2 separate regions of the Gossypium arboreum genome follow, and region 2 is linked to region 1. The links are chromatin contacts, called in public Hi-C maps. All regions are on one chromosome and are shown on one strand. Each heading gives the region's core, a stretch centred on a gene start, on an enhancer-like site or on the middle of the called end of the contact. The rest is flanking DNA. Distances are from core to core; before and after follow the strand shown. Region 1 holds the start of LOC108461522 (calreticulin-3-like). Region 2 holds the start of LOC108467086.

What was found. A called contact is a pair of places that touch in the nucleus more often than the background predicts.
Region 2: a contact with region 1 is called in a Hi-C map of leaf, with 4 times the contacts expected there. The contact joins the promoter of LOC108467086 here to the promoter of LOC108461522 in region 1.

Annotation. Positions count from the first base shown.
Region 1 is chr2:34,997,045-35,001,973 of ASM2569848v2, forward strand. It overlaps LOC108461522 (calreticulin-3-like), which reads left to right and starts at 2,429. Exons shown (of 14, transcript XM_017761390.2): 1 at 2,429-2,737; 2 at 3,803-3,910; 3 at 4,143-4,335; 4 at 4,414-4,672; 5 at 4,921-4,929. The coding sequence starts at 2,635.
Region 2 is chr2:35,925,045-35,929,793 of ASM2569848v2, forward strand. It overlaps LOC108467086, which reads right to left and starts at 2,586. Exons shown (of 16, transcript XM_017767581.2): 1 at 2,319-2,586; 2 at 2,119-2,161; 3 at 1,745-1,819; 4 at 1,276-1,410; 5 at 1,126-1,188; 6 at 810-1,048. The coding sequence starts at 2,158.

The sequences.
Region 1 (4,929 bases), core at 1,179-3,678:
TGGGGGAAAATAAAAAATTTTGAGAAAAAGTAAATGAGAGAGTAAAATTTTGGTGGGAAATGGATTTTGGGTAGATTGGGGGGTTGGGATGGAAGGGGAGTAAAAGTTTTAGGGGGAAAGTAGGAAGGAGTAAAAATTTTGAGGGAAAAGTAAAAAGGTTTGGGAGTTTAGGGTAAAAATGTAAAATACTATAGTTTAATATTCGAATTATTCGAATTATTCGAGTTATTCGAATTCGAAAATTCGAACTCGAAATTAGAAAAAAAAATTCGAGTTGACTCGAATAACTCGATTCGTTTAACTCGAAATTCGAATTTTTTTCGATTTTTTCGAGTCGAATCGAGCTTTGCTCACCCCTACTATTTACACCAATCCATTATTCGAATTATTCAAGTTATTCAAATTGTAAAATTTAACTCGACTCAAACTTAAAACTCGAATAACTCAATTCAATTAACTTAAAATTTAAATTTTTTTCAATTTTTCGAATAAAATCTCATCTAAATAATTTTCATTATTTCATAAAATTGTTGTTGTCATTTTTCAATTGAGGTTTTGCACTGTATGAGTTTTTCAGTTCACCATTTTCTAATTTCAACTTAATTAATATTAAATGTTGAGAATATTGTGCATTATCTAATACCATCAAAGAGATTTGCAGAGCACAATGAATAAGAAAGCCAGAAGTTACCCAACTTTTTTATTTTTGTGTTAAAATTTAGTTATTTCATATATATATTTAGAGTTTATATATGTTTATAATTTTCTTTATTTTTTGTATTTTATAATTTTATATATATTTGGAATCATTGAAAATTTATATATATATATATATATATTTAGGATTTGTTTGATTTTAGGATTTATTTGATAAATCATTGAAAATTTTGAATGTGTTTGATAATCATTTTAAATTTTTATTTTATATAAATTTTTAATAAAAGAGGATTGAATAAGATGAGTAAGTATGTAACTACTTATCATCGAAAATATTGAGTTGATTTTGTTTTATTAAAAATGAAATAAATTATTTTAAAAAAATGAGATATTCAAATTATCATTTTTATCTTTCATATAAAACTATCCAAAATAAAATAAAATATTATATTAATAAGGTTAAAATTAAAAATAAATAATATTTTAAAATTAATATCTACTTTTATCAAACAATATAATTATATTCAACACTTATATTTACTAATTTACTAAAAGAAATTCTAATATAAATTTAACACTTATAAAATTTAGCATTAAATAATCAGTATTTAAAATTTTAATTTATTTTAGTGTTACCATCATTTATATCTTTAATATTTAAAATATTAATTTAAAAATATAATGTTAAATATTATTTTTAAAAATGAGAATTTTTTGAAGTTGTTACAAGAAATCATATATTAACGAATAAACTAATCTAGGTAGATGGTGAGTGGCTATATTTGTTCCTAACATCAACAGTGAGTAGAGACCCAAGGGGAGACTTTGACTTTGAAGGAGTCAGTCAATGAATAGTCTACAAAGTATAAACCCATTTACAAGGAAAGACCACGAACAGAGTGTTGCCCTTGAACTTCCCAGAATCTTCAAAAATGCCCCTGTTGCCCCCTTCCCTTAGGTTGGGACATAGAAAAACACTCCCAAGCAAGGGTGTAGCTAGGGGGGCTGGGATGCTCGCCTCCCTAAAATATAAAATTATATTTTTAATTCTTTATATTTTTTAAAAATTTTAAATTAATAAATATAAAATTATATTTTGTCTTGCTTAAAATTATAAAAATTTGATTTAATCATTTATAAATTATAAAGATATAAACTATAGAAAATTAAAATTTTATCCGGCCCCCTAAAAAAATTTTCTGGCTTCGTCCCTATCTCCCAAGTATAGTTTCCTAGAAACGAGTTTTGTGATACTCATGTCATTAAATTCTTGCTTTTTCTTAAACCTTATTATTAATAATAGTATGACTAAAACAACCACCCATTTGAGAATTAAAGTTAAAAATTATGTCAATTCTACATTCTCATGCTTAATTAAAAAGTTGTAATTTTCTATCTCAAACCTTCAAGTGGAAAAGATCAAAGATACTTGTTTTCAAGAGAAATGAAAAAGGATAAACTATGTATTTCTAAAATTTGTATTTTTAGCTCTAATTGTACTTATAAAACCTCTATAAAAAACATTATAATGGATTTAAAGCACTAAAATCAATTTGTTTTTCTTCACAGCTGTAAAATATAAAATATAAAAAAACCATCAAATTGAAAGTGATGTGATATATTTATTTTTTGTTCAGATTAAATTCTAAGCGTTTTGTAAGACAATTGGACATTGCAACGTCGTCCTCACTTCTCATTGGCTATCATTACAAAAATGTGGGGTCTTAACGTAATTAAAGGGAAAACAATGGCTATGGCTGTCTTTTGGCCTCAATCCTCCCCTCCTCTATTCATCTAAAAAAGCAAGCATTTGGTGTTCCCACTAGGAAATGTCCTCTAAATCAGAAATTAATTAAATACTGCATGCCATCACCGTAAATAATTGAAACAGTGAGGGTGAATAATTTTGCAAACATTCTATAACTAGCCCAAGCTTTCTCAATAGGCAGGCAGTGTGTGGTATCTCGTCCCCCACTAATGGCGCGACATTCTTCTTCTATTGTCACGCTTAAACTGCTTGTACTTTTGTTTTTGTTTCAGTTTTCAATTTCAGAGATCATTTTTGAAGAGCGTTTCGAAGGTACTGTCTTTCCCTGCATGCTTTTCATTGCAACATCTCTTAAAGTTTTTTCCTTTTGAAAAAGAAAAATTTATGAATTCCGTTCGCCACGTCATCAACTGAAAATCTTTGTCGGCTTGTTAATAACTGCAGTAATTTTTTCCCCTTACTATCTGCTTGGTTGTGGGAAGGTATGGGAATTTTGAAGTAAAAATGTAGTTGTGATTGAAATACGACACCCTTTTACATTTATCTCTTTTCCTGTTTTTTCTTCGGTAGATATGTCAAGACATTGACTAAGGTAGTGCGTAAGTCAACCAATTTATTTTAAGTTAAAATTTTAATTTCTGAGCGTTTCATCTGTTCTGCTATTGCAGATAAACAGTCCTCAAAAAACTTATAAAAGCTCAATGATTTTACTTGAACTCTTTGTTTTATAGATTAATGCGAAAGGGAAAGAAATAAGACAAGAATCTTATGATAGAGTTCCCTTTTTGTTTGTTTCGACACCCAAAGAACACCGAAAAGGAAGACCAAAAAAATTTAAATGTCAACTGAATTTTTATAAAAAAATATAATTTAAAATTGTATAAAAATTGAATTAGAGTGTAAATTTTTCCGAAATGATAAGAATCTCCTGAATCAGAATAAAATTGAACTCGAAAATTTTACCCAAATCAAAATTTATTTGAGTTGTAGTTGGTTTATTTATTTTGCAGACTTCCTTAGATGTGATAAGCCTAATGGATAGCGCGGTAAGATTGTTAGGTTTTTGGTCTTTTCTTGCTGTAAGTTTTCAAGCAAACAGAGAAAGGGGCAAAAAAAAAAAAAAAAGGTATTAAAATTAGTTGGGTAGATACTTATTATAAACTGGTTTTACAATGGATGTTTAATATGGTATCGAGTCCGGGTTGTTTCTGGCTACCCATTTGAGGTTGTTGACGTGACTGTTAAGTGGTGTCATTCTACATCCGTTGAAGTAACGAGCTTTCTGTGATTTTATATTACTTGCTCTCAATTGGCTTGCAATATATGGAACTCGTATGGGTTTTTAACTACATTGGTAACACCTGATGTTGTGAACAGACGGATGGCAAAGTCGTTGGGTAAAATCTGACTGGAAAAAAAGTGAAGGAAAAGCAGGATCGTTTAAACACACACCTGGAAAGTGGTCTGGAGATCCTGATGATAAAGGTATGCTTTTAGCTCCTGCTGCTTTATTCCAAAATGATTGTGTTGTTTGGAAAAAAAAAAAACAGAGAATTTTGGTGAATAAATGAACTTAAATCGTGTTAACCTTGCGATCAAGTTGAAGATAAAAAGTGTTTTCACCAGAATGATACCTGAGATGCCTTTTTTCGCTGATAAATTTAACTTTTGCCCAGTTGTCTCTTCATTTTGACAATGACTATAAATAATTCTGTAGGTATTCAGACGTCTGGCGATGCTAAACATTTTGCAATATCCGCAAAGATCCCTGAGTTTACAAATAAGAACAGGACATTGGTCATCCAGTATTCCATAAGGTTTGAGCAGGACATTGAATGCGGTGGCGGTTACATGAAGCTTCTCTCCGGATTTGTCAATCAAAAGAAATTTGGAGGGGACACACCATATAGGTTTGATATTGTTCTAGGAAGCTTTTCTTACCAGCCACTTGAGTAAACTCGGCTAATCTCTCTTTTTTAACCCTGCAGCTTAATGTTTGGGCCAGATATCTGTGGGACACAAACAAAGAAGCTCCATGTTATACTTTCTTACCAGGGCCAGAATTACCCTATTAAGAAGGAATTGGAATGTGAAACAGACAAGTTGACTCATTTCTACACATTCATTCTTAGGCCAGATGCAAGTTATAGTATCCTCGTAGATAATCGTGAAAGGGATTCTGGAAGCATGTATACGGACTGGGATATTCTTCCTCCCCGTAAAATCAAAGATCTCAAAGCTAAAAAGGTTACAACTTGCACTTAGAAGCCTCCTATATTTTATTAGCACTTGTGTTACTTTTTTCCTTAGAAAATCTTAGATACAATACTGACTGTGACCTCAGCATTTCTCCATAAGACTGAACAGTACATTGTTAAACAGTCTCAGTTAGGATACCTAATTTCCAATATTGACTATGATTTTCAGGCTTACTCCTTAAGGTCTGTTTTCTTAAACTTCAAATTTTAAAACCTGTAAATTTCCATCTTTTGCAGCCTGCGGAC
Region 2 (4,749 bases), core at 1,336-3,835, 930 kb after region 1:
AGCATTAAATATTTTCCATGATTTCATTTATTTTCAGTGCTTTGATAGCTTATTTCAGAAAGCATTTTGCCAGAATATTTTCAATAAAAAGGATTGATATAACTTTTAGTCCTTGAACTTGGCAATTAGATCTACTTTGGTACCTATACCATTTTTGATCCACTTTGGCACCCGAACTTGGCAACTAGGTCCATTTTGATCCCTGAACTTGGCAAATGTAAAAGTTCGATGACGTGGCAATCGGAGATTGTACCATGTCATCAAATCTTGATGGAATTCAAGTTCAAGAACCAAAGTGGACCAAAAATTTGTAATAGTAAAGTGAACCTAATTGCCAAATTCAAGGACTAAAAGTTATATTGACCCCAATAAAGAAGTGATAAAAATATTGAGTTAAATGCTACTTAATATATTCAATCATCCTATTTGAGGAAAGCTTTCATTAATTACATAAACCCTATATTATTTTCCTTTTAACTACTTTTCCCTTTTTAGCTTTACTAATTTATCTACTCAATAATAATAATAATAATCTAAGTATTTAAAATTTAGTAGCATATCAAACATTTTTGCAAGAGTTTAGTACTCATTACTTTCAAAACTGAAGTCTATAATTTTTTTCAGTATTGAAATTTTTCATTTTGTAAAACAAAACTTTATCTAAAGGAAATAAACATGTTAAATGAAGTCTCCATAGTATATAACATTTCAGAAAATAATTAACATAGACAAAAATGATATGTCGACTAAAGAAATCCAAGATTAACCATGTTTTCAAATCAACTTAACAAAAATGACTGAGCACCGACCTGAGGAACCCATGCTCGCAGATTTCTATCCCACTTGTACCTGGTTCCATCATCATCAGTGAATTCTTCTTCACCTTCTGGCGGTGTCAGAGGCCTATCCTGATCATCAAAACCAAAGGCATCACCAGTACTTCTAGAAACAGATCCAGTTTTCAAACATTCTGTCTCAGCCTCAGCCTCTCTAATCTCTCTCTGCCATTTCTCAAATTCATCACTACCATCACCATCATTGGAAGGCACTGCACAGCACATTACAGGGTCAGAAGCCCTCTTAAGATGGTGACTATTTTGCAATAAAGATAGTATATATATCAACCTGCATTTGAATTATCGCCCTCCTTCATACTGTTCAAGAAAGCATCATCATCGCCTGAGGACACTGTAAACATCAAAAGTGAAAACCACATCCCGGAGATAAAGATCCTAATTACAAATCATAAAAAGAGCAACTAGTAGTTAATTTAACCTGTAGCAGAAAAATTGTTGGCCTGATGAGAAATTACAGAAACAAACTCGGGAATTGAGGACAATGGTTGCCACTGACTTCTCCCTTCAGACCATGCAAGTGTACTTTCAGTGAGGTATCCGTTTAAGAAATGCTCTGTGCAGGCGAAGCAAATAAGCAAAGCAGATGGTTCAATAGCTCATTAGACCAATTGAACATGTTACAGATGGAACAATTGTCCTGAAACCATGCTACTGATTACTGGAACTGAAATTCAAGGAGAGAGATTCACCAGTAAATTTGCAGTACTCCAAACCAAACAACTTCATAAAACTCACAAATTACTACAAACTACAATTTAAAAAAAAAAATTGTTCTGATTTCTTTGTCTAATGCAATCTATAATACATTGATACAGAACTTAAGACAATTATTCTAAACTTTGAATGCCCATAATGATTTCAAAACATGCGTTAAGTATAAAACTTACCACGTAACTCAGAAATTGCATAAGGGCCAACATTTTGTTGATCTTCACCAAGTATATACCAGCCTACACCAGCAACTGCGTTCAAACAATTCTCAGTGCCTGAGAGGCCACACGTACTCATATTAACAAATCGCATAAAAATACCATGATAATAAGAAGGGTATTTTATTAATATTACTGCCTCAAACACCATTCTTAATTAAACAATAAATTAAGATTGGAGGAATCATTTTCAGAGAAGAAAAACATTATTATTTTTACTGAACAAATCGAAGAAAACATAACTGAAGTTATTTTCTACCCTTTTCGTTTTTGGTGCGTAAAAAACTGTTTTGAAACAAAATCAAAACGAAAAATAAAAAGAGAGAACTAACCGGACTGTGGATGGTTGTCTGAGCCATCCGAAGACAACATAGTCTGTAGCAATGCAAGCAGAGGAAGAGTATGAGATGAGACAGAGTAACAGGCACTACGGTCGAAAAAATAAAATTAAATAAAGCCGAGTGACGCATAGCCAAGCCGAGCCATAACTGAAGTAGAAATCTGCAAATGAAGTTTAGGGTTTCAAAATTACCTTTATTTAATATCCGGGTCTTTGGTTGGGTTCGTCGGAAACTTGAGTGGAAGAGAGGGCTTGGGTCAGAGATCGGAGGAAGAGGAGGAGAGACGTGAGCAGAAATGAGCTGACAGGGATACGGTAGGGCGAAGAGAGACGAGTCTGGAAGAGGGCGCTGTTCGGTATACGATGAAAAGCCGAGTTGGCCGAAATAAATACTCTTTTCGTGTAAAATTTTTATTTTGGCTCCTCAACTATTTTTTAGTATCATTATAAGCTTATAAATTAGAACGAGAGATATAATAGTCCCTTTTCAAGCAAGGATAATCAAAAATAAAAAACAAAAAATTGTTTTTGGGCCAATTTTTTTGGTTTGTGAGAAACATTTTTCTCTCGAAAAGTAACTTATTTACGAATATTCTTTTGTCCTAAAAATATTTGTTAGAAATAATACTAAACACAGTCAAAATATAAGTTTAAAAACCATATTTAGTAGAAATTGAATGAATTCTATTTTTATTTAATATACAAATAATTTTAAATTTTATAATATAAAAGATATTTTATATCTACAATAGTGAAAATAATTTAAAAGTTTTTAAAAAATATTTTATTTAGAAATATATAAAAAACTTTAAATTTTTTCAAATAATATTCAAAAGCTATGAAAGCTTATATGTTAAAAAAGCCTTTAAGAAAAATACAAAAAAAATTCATTTAAGTCACTATATTAAAGTTGCACTCAATTAAGTCACTAAACAATAAATTATTCGTCCCATTAATGGCTTTTATTATTGACAAAGTCCACTATTAAAATAAATTTGATGGGCCAATCAGTGGTAAAATATTGTAACTTCTAGTTTAATTTAATATAAAAATTATAAAATTATATAAATTATATAAATATTAAAAATATAAAACTCTATAAATTTATAAATAAATTATAAATATTATTGAAAATATAAAAATCTAATAAATTATAAAAATATATAAAATTAATAAAATTTATTTAAATTTTTGTAAAATGTATTAAAATTCTATAAAATTATTATAATTATATAAAGTATGAAAAGTATAAAAATATTAAAATTTATATAAACTTAAAAATCATAAAACTTAAATTAGACATGATCAATCGATTGGACCAATTAGATGAAATCATCAAGGGTATCGATCTAGAAAGCTATTAGATCGATTGACCTAGGAACTGATTGGTTTAATCTATTTTTTTTATTTTTAAATTTTTTAATATTGTATTTAATTGAATTGGACATACCAGACGAACTAGAAAATCAATGGCCTGACCGGTTCAACCACTAGTCCAATTTTGAAAACCTTAGCCAGAAAAATTTTATTTTGACATATTCTAATAGTTGGATAATGAAATTTTGGTTTGATAAAAATATTTTAAAAAAATCTATTCAACCGTCTGGTTTCTAGATCAATCGGTCTAGTGGTTTTCTCTGAACCAATACCCTGATAAATTTTTGACTAACCAATCTAACTAGTGATCCAATCCAATTCAATTTTTAAAAAAAAAATTATAGTTTTTATAAGTTTATATAAATTTTAATATTTTAATAATTTTATAATATTTTATTATCTTTTAAAAACTCTAATACTTTTTTAATTTTAAAAATTTTAAATCAATTTTACTAATTTTATAAAAAATATATAATTTATTAGATTTTTATATTTTTATAATATTTATAAGTTTTATATTTTTAATAAGTTTGTATTAATTTTAATATTTTTAATATTCAATAATTTTTTATTTTTTATAGTTTTTCATATTTTTCCTGTAATTATTTTTATGTGAAAATTTTTAGATTAAACTAGAAACTACCACATGTCACCAACTAATTGGTTTGCCTATTTATTTGAACAGTTAACATAATGAATGAACGATGGGCTTTATAAAGTACCACATGTCACCAATTAATTTATACAGTTTTCATTAATAATGGAGCTTGATTGATTATTTTAATTAACGACAGAATTTATTAGGTGAAATTTTTATAAAAAACTTAATTATTTTTTTAATTTTTGACATATAAATTAAAAATAATATAAAATCGAAAACTGAATTGAATTATAATAAATTATTCAAAAATTTAAAAATTCGACCAACTGAGCCGATAATGCCCTAATAATGTAGAATTAATCTTAGACCTTGAGTTGTCGGGATGCAGCTTTAACCCCCATTTGGATTAATGGGGCAAATTGCTTTTGAAATTTTAAAATAAAAATTAGATGCAACAAAATGTATTTTCATCGCAACTTTCTTCGAACACTTTTATTGGGATAAAATTCATCAAATGATAGATAATTTTTCCATTGCAAAATTCACATCCAATTGCAACAGCTTGAGTTACCACTTACATAAATAACTTTTTTATGAACTTATTTCATGACAAAAATGGATGTTTCATTAAATATTTATAATTGT